2 separate regions of the Bicyclus anynana genome follow, and region 1 is linked to region 2. The links are chromatin contacts, called in public Hi-C maps. All regions are on one chromosome and are shown on one strand. The core of a region is the stretch at or near the end of the contact, and the rest is flanking DNA. Distances in the headings are between cores, read along the strand shown. Region 1 holds the start of LOC112053265. Region 2 holds the start of LOC112048080 (transcription factor Adf-1-like).

The links. A called contact is a pair of places that touch in the nucleus more often than the background predicts.
Region 1: a contact with region 2 is called in a Hi-C map of whole body, with 2.6 times the contacts expected there. The contact joins the promoter of LOC112053265 here to the promoter of LOC112048080 in region 2.

Annotation. Positions count from the first base shown.
Region 1 is chr11:2,025,556-2,029,222 of ilBicAnyn1.1, forward strand. LOC112053265 reads right to left here and starts at 1,969. Exons shown (of 7, transcript XM_052884491.1): 1 at 1,787-1,969; 2 at 416-575; 3 at 87-264. The coding sequence starts at 565.
Region 2 is chr11:1,826,674-1,830,717 of ilBicAnyn1.1, forward strand. It overlaps LOC112048080 (transcription factor Adf-1-like), which reads left to right and starts at 1,766. Exons shown (of 3, transcript XM_024085451.2): 1 at 1,766-2,755. The coding sequence starts at 2,623.

The DNA of each region.
Region 1 (3,667 bases), core at 719-3,218, 200 kb after region 2:
TGTACTATAATATCTCCTGTGTACATGGTACATCTCACCATGAGATTAGCCATGACATAAAAGGATTGTCATAATAGAAGGATTACCATCAATATATGAAGAGCATTTATTTAGAATCTCTTTCCAATACTTCATTTCCGAGATATCCTTACAAAGGATTAAGACCGGATCCTTCAGTTTATTGGACACTGCATTCAAGAAGATAGCAACTGTGTGCGCCTTGCCACATGACTGGGGAAAGTTAACCACTGCTCCCGGGGATTTCTGAAAAATTATACTTAAACTTAGTAAATTATTCATATTCACGAGGGCTGAGATATGGAGGTAAACATAACCAACTTAGGACTGAGAATTAGCAGATATTCAAGAAGGGTTTTTAATTTTTTTTTGCAGATCTCACTAAATTTAAAATTACCTTGTCAAATTGTTCGAATAGGAACCTAAGCGCCTCAACTTGATGCTGTTCCAGTAGGTAGTTATTCACTGACACACCTTTATCGTTTAGGTACAGTTTTTCATTATCGTTGCTATGAACGAGATTTCCGCTGTTATACAATATATTCATTTTTGTTTTACTGAAACAAATCATTAATTTGGTTAAAAAAAGGTTATACTTAACATATCTATACAGTGGTGTGCACTTTATGGTACACAAATACACTGCCCACTCTGAGGATTTATGAAGAACTTGTGTTGGAGATGAAATTTGTCAATTGATGCAATGTTTATGGCAAGCTACTGTCTATAGTGGTTTTGATAAATATATACTCAGAGGCAAAGTGGGCGGATATTTGTGGCTCTGAGTACCTATATTATCTGTATTCAATGCAAAACAGATTTACCACACAACACTTGCCATAAATGAAAATTATCCAGAGTAAATCCAAAACATAAATGACTAATGCTAAAAGATGATCATGCAGAGGCTACAGGCAATTTTTACACAAAATTGCATTCATAATACATTAATTGAACCGGGCTTTAATCTTAATCTTTAAAATGGCTGGACTGATTTTAATGGATCTTTTCCTGGAAGATAGAGGAGGATATTGAACATCTAGACATTTTATACTGAAAAAATCTATGGTGTGTTCAGTTTATTAGTGAGAATTTTAAAAGTACGAAGTGGCAAGCTTCTGTTAGTATATAAAAATAAAACATTAAATACTCACATTTAATTGAAAGGGAAATAGATTGATAAATACAGGTATTGCCCAAATTAAATTTTGGAAGCAAATATACATTTCATTAATCTAAAACTAATATCTCGTGCATGCAAAATGTTAGTTATCCAAGAGGCAGTTTTTAACCAGAAATACGGCAAAGTAGAAATCTGAACATGTACATTACTTACTTAAATTTCAATTTATGAAGTCAACTGATTCAATCTATTCAATATAGACAGAGTCATAAGCAAAACATACAGCATCTCCAGATAAAAGAGAGCCACAAATACCGATACACTAGTTTTGTGCACTTCTATATCTTCAAACTCCTGCATAATATGCCTGTTTTTATACAAAGCATCGAAGAACATTGTCATATCAAGTTTTCAAAATGAGTTCCAATTCCCCGATTGTTTCTCGCACTTCACTTCATTACATTTTGACTTATGTAGTAACTTAAGTTTAACTATTAAAAAATTAAAACTACTAAATGTGTTGAACCCTCAAACCAATAGGTTGAACCCAAATGTTGGGGTAAATACGTGGTGTTTAGTTAATTTTATTTTGGGCACAACAATATTTAGCGTACAGATATTGATAGTAAAATTGTTATACTTTACGTGTTATTTTATTTATTTTATCGGAAGAAGTTCTTCTCAATCTTATTTATTATTTATTAGTATTCCACTCGAAATAAAAATATTTACATGCACTTATTTATTATTATTACTTCACATATATTTGACACTGAACTCATGAAAATAGAAACAGAATTTCAGAAACACAGACACACAAGCACAACATTAATAAACAACTTCTTATTACAACAGCAATTTTTTGACTTACAGGCCATCTAGACCTTGGATCTAAAACATTTCGACAGAATTGACAAAAATGTCTCAACAGATGGCAGCAAATACCAGTGCCAATTTTAGTGTGCTCAATAACAATAAGTCACAACCATTTATTTCGTAATAATTTCCATGGATGATTCTTGCACATTAGAATTATTATCTACGATACCTATCTGCGAATATTATTTATTATTATTAAAATTATTAAAACATAACCCTTCTTTTGCAGTTGGGTTAAAGATAACCTAAAACCTTACCTTTTAGACATTATACTTGTATAATTCACACGTTCTCTAAATTCTTTTTTTACGAATATGCTTTCGGTATCGCTATCACTATCATCATCACAATCTATTATTAGTTGAAATAGTTCCATATCGCTATCGTCACTGCTATAACAATCCATTTTAATTTTGTAATAATAAATCAATGTTAATTTGTTACGAGTAGATACTAATTTTCAAAACACGAAATAGTAGATAGGACCTATCGATCAATTTTGACGGATAAACGAATGGCGTTAGGTACTATCGGTAGCTTCGTCTATCAGACAGTAACTCGGAACTCATAATATATAAAAAAATTCAACCGACTTCCAACTCAAAAAATAACTTTAACTAAAAAGCAAAAAATAACATCCTAACTATGTGCTACCTTCTGATCAGTTTGAAGGCGGTGCCAAGCCAGTGATGTTTTAATTAAACACGGTTAAACTACAAAATTTATGTGTTTCTTTCAGAAACAGTTTTAATTAAAACACGACACTGGCTTGGCACCGCCTTCAAACTGATCAGAAGGTAGCACATAGTTAGGATGTTATTTTTTGCTTTTTAGTTAAAGTTATTTTTTGAGTTGGAAGTCGGTTGAATTTTTTTATTAAAATTTTTATTTTTTTATTTTTAGTGTTAGCATACCTACTGCGTGTGTACAGTCACAACCTATCTAAGTCGAAAGTTCTTATCAATACAAAATTATCAAGTCCAAACACAAGGTAGCTACTGTGAGCCGTCGAGGAGTTCTCTTCACTGTTCCTCGTCTTCACCATCAGACCCTTAATACAGTCACAATCCATCTAGGTGGAAAGTTCTCATCAATACAAATTTATCAAGTCCAAACACAAGGTAGCTACTGTGAACCGTCGAGGAGTTCTCTTCACTGTCCCTCGTCTTCATCACCAGACCCTTAATACAGTCACAACCCATATAGGTGGAAAGTACTCATCAATACAAATTAATCAAGCCCAAACAAAAGGTGACTGCTGTAAATCCTTGACGAGTTCCATCGTCTGTGTTTCGGCTCCATCATCAGACCTACTCCAAACCTTCATAAAATTGTAGTGGTTTAAAATACCTTATGGAAACACTAACAAACGCACTAGCCGTCTCTACAACTTTCGAAAGTTCCCCTCAATTTCTCCAGGATGCCATCATCAGATCCTGACATGAAAAAAATGGGACCACCCTGGAAGTAAACCCTACAAAACAAAAAAATAATTTTCAAAATCGGTCCATAATTGACGGAATTATCGCTGGACATACATAAAAAAAAAAAAAAAAAAAAAAAAAAAACATACATACAGCCGAACGTAGAACCTCCTCCTTTTTGGAAGTCGGTTAAAAAGAGAGTTCGTATCTCTAGTACCCTATC
Region 2 (4,044 bases), core at 516-3,015:
TGTTCCTGCAAAAATTACACTAATAGTTGACAAAGGAACAACATCGTCTACAACCTTTTTCATGAATCGTCTTACACCAATAATCTCACACTCTGAAGAAAGTTTATTAAATAGTTCATGGTTACTGGACTCTTTAGGTATAAACCTGACAACCCCCACCCTCTCCACAGAAGATGCCGGGATGAAGGCACGAAGATTGTAAACCGTTAGGCATTCATGTTTGAGAAAATCATTGGCTGCTGTTGCTTGTTTGAATACTAACATTATTTTGTTAGCATTAATGCGCCTGCTCTCATAGATACCTTTTACTTGTTTAAAGTATTTGGACACAACTAATGGGTTTTTGTTCCCCAATTTAATTTCCGCCTCACTGCTTTCCACAAACACTGGGAATTCCGCGTTAGTGCTATTATCCGTGTAGGCTCTGCTATAACCTGCCTTTATATAGGGTTTATATTTTAAACTCTCGTCCTCACCAGACTTATGCACTTTACGTTTTTTTCTGTCTAGCCTTTCGTAGGCATCACCATCACTGTCTGACGGCATTTTGCCTGATTTAATTTACATTTGTACACTTTATTTCACACGTATATTACTGAAAAAGTTTTAAATTAAAATTTTCAATTTTAAAAGCGCGCTTCTCGATTCCCGCCAAAAATCCAATCCCCTATATGTTAATTTACTCTTTGGCCACAGACTATGACAAAGCATCATAAATAATAATCTTCATTCTTAATTTGTCGTCTGTGATGAAAATGGGCCAGGAGGACACAGACAGGCTAAATACAGGCCACCTAGATCTTGGATCCAAAACTTTTTAACAAAGTTGGCAAAAACGTCTCAACAGATGGCAGTAACTTTCAGATTCAGTGTCAATAAACTATGGCTCAGGCTCACTGTTGAGCCCGAGTCTCCTCTCAGAATAAGAGCCAGAGAACGACTAGAACGAAAAAAATAGTAGATTGTTAACGTAGGTGGAAAGACTCAATTCCCGAGGTATTTAGACGCAGGAGCGTAGCGAGGACGGCTATAGTCCGAGTAGGAATTGGATTCTTTTAGCCGTGTTTAACACTCTACTTTTCATTTTGAATATGAGGTAAATAAAACTAATTGTCTATCTAAACTATTTATTGATAATATATTATAGCGGACGCCCGCGACTTCGTCCGCCCTTACTCCAGCCCTTACAGTAGTATCACTGGTAAAAATGGAGTAACTTCTCCCGTTTTCCCAATATTTCCCTTTACTGCTCTGCTCTTATTGATCGTAGCGTGATGAAAAGTATACTTAAACCTAAAACTAGTATAGTAGTAGTAGTAGTATACTAAAACGATTCATGAGAGACTGTTAACAGACGGACGGACAGCGGAGTCTTAGTAATAGGGTTCTTATCCTTTGGTTACCGAACCCTAACAAGCGTCGATAGGGTTTCGTCACAGTAAAAATATATACAAGCAGTAGTTTGACTTCATACTAGAAATCGAAACGCGAGCTATACCTACACATCTCGAACTCGGGGCGTGCGTGGGGTGCAGACTGTGCCAGGAAGGCTGAATTTTTTATCGTCTATTCTTTAGTGTGGGGTATCGTTATCGGCATTTTTGTGCATTACATAAGGGATTAAAGTGCTAACATAATCTACGGAACCCTACACTGCGCGTGGCCCGACTCGCACTTGACCGGTTTTTTTATTATACGGTCACGTAGTGTGGAGGTAATACCTAGATGGCATCACTAAAATAAACATATGAATACGACCTATCCTTCAAGGTCATTGATTAGTATCAGCCATATTTAAATCTACCAATCAAAAAACAACACGCATTTTATTGATCACTGATCCTATTTTACTACAATTTACAAAGTATTTAATTTGTTTATATAAAAAAAGTATATTTACAATCACTAAACACACAAATTATTTAATTATTAAATGGAAACACAAAGTTGGCAAATGTAATTAAAATCCTGGAGGCGGGCAGCCCTACATGTTTACATACCGCGCGGCTGTATGTATTTATTTAAAAAATACGGCCGAGTTACAATACTGCTTGTATATATTTTTACTGTGGTTTCGCCGTGCCGTAGTTCGTGGCATCGTCCCACTGCGTCACCGCGCCGCGCCGCTCGATACGCACGGCGCGCGCGGACCGCACGCCCCGCGCGCCCCGCACGGCACTCCGCGCCATCCCTCGGCACCCTCACACACCCTCCGCCAATACTAACAATAAAACACGTATTTACGTACGCGACCTCATCTAATTATCCTCATTCATGTGGTTTAAGTAACAAAACATCTTTATTTGATGTGACAGTGTAAAAAAAATAATTAAGTTAAAAAAGTTAATTCATATTATTTTATTAGATTAATAAATCAAATGTGCCTTAGATACAATTATAGGTACATTGTTAAGTTTTCCATTGATCTTCCAAATAACTGAAATAGGATAAATAACTAAATTTAATAAAAAAACATGCCTTAACCTAATTACCTGCAATAGCGAATTAAGTGTAAATTAGTTTAATCCAGTTTTATCCGTATTCGGTTTGAGCCGAGTTCAAAAGTTCCGAGTTTAGTTCAAAAAATTCAGTTCATAAGTTCGTTCACGAGTCGCCTATAGAATGAACGAGATCGATTTGATAAGGGAAGTGGAGAGACGACCGATTCTGTACGACAAAACGGTCAGTGGGTTTAACAAAACGAAACTACGAGATAACGCGTGGAAAGATGTTCAAGAAACTCTCAATGTGTCTGGTAAGTTTTTCAAATAAAAAAACATTTTAAAAACAAGTTGATTGATACTAAATTCATACAAAAATACCCAGTATTTTGTACGATAATACCTACTGCAGAACACTTTATTATTATACAACGGTTTAATATGCGCCAAACATGGATAAACACATACCTAGATAGTGTGTTGTCCCCGGATTCGTAAGCTGTTTTATGTGCCCCGAAATCGGGGCATTTGACGCATTAACATACGAACAATTTTTGGATTTAGTAATAAGTAATTTCTGTCGAGTCGAGTACGAGCAATTTTTGGATTTAATGCCCAAAAATCGTTTGTACTTGAATAAAATACTAAAGTAGTTCGAACTAGGCCTTACGCTCACAAGTGGCTTACGTTTGGAGTGTTTGTTAGGTGTTGCAGGTCTATAGGTTATTAATCTAAGGCGCCAAACTTCGATTCCGAATACACTAGACGTAGCGTATGACTGTGCGCGAAAGCATAACCAGATAACCCAGCGGGGTTAGAAATTATAATGGGTAGGTAGCTGCGCAGTTCAATGTGTTACAATGTCAGGGCGGGCTCGGCGCATACCTATCTAGATCTACCAGCTAGCAGTGGCGAAGTATGGAATTTTGATGAAAATAAGCCGTCATTAAGAAAATGAAATTCATACCGCGTGATACTCCACTACACCTCAAAATGTTTCTACTGTTTCCCACATATCGATACCTATACAGGTTGTCCCGTAAATACTAAAACTACCTACTAAAATTTCGGCAAAAATATATTTTGCCGAAATTTTACGGTTTTTAAGTTATATTGATTTTTGTACAAAATACAAAAATACCTACCTTCAGTTTAGTCATACCATGTGCTGAAAAACTACTTAACCGTTGATTATTATTAAGATTTTTATATACCTTTGGTAATTATTTTTGAATAGTTGTTTCAAGTAATGAAAGTTCAAGTTTTTTTACTGCAAAGTAAGTTTTTTTTGAAAATTATTTTATTTATGTTTAACGATTTCTTTGTTTGTAATTTTAACGGTCAAATTGAAAAAAAATTTACTAGGCAACTTGCTTAAACATGTTCATTTAATATGGATTCCAAATATATTGTTATCACAATGGGGATGATGACTAGGTTAGAATATATTGATTTTTATGATACTTTCGGGTAAATAAGGTCAATGTTAACTAATTTATATATAAAAAAATTTTAATAAAAAAAATTCAACCGACTTCCAACTTAAAAATTAACCTAAACTAAAAAGCAAAAAATAACATCTTACCTATGTGCTACCTTCTGA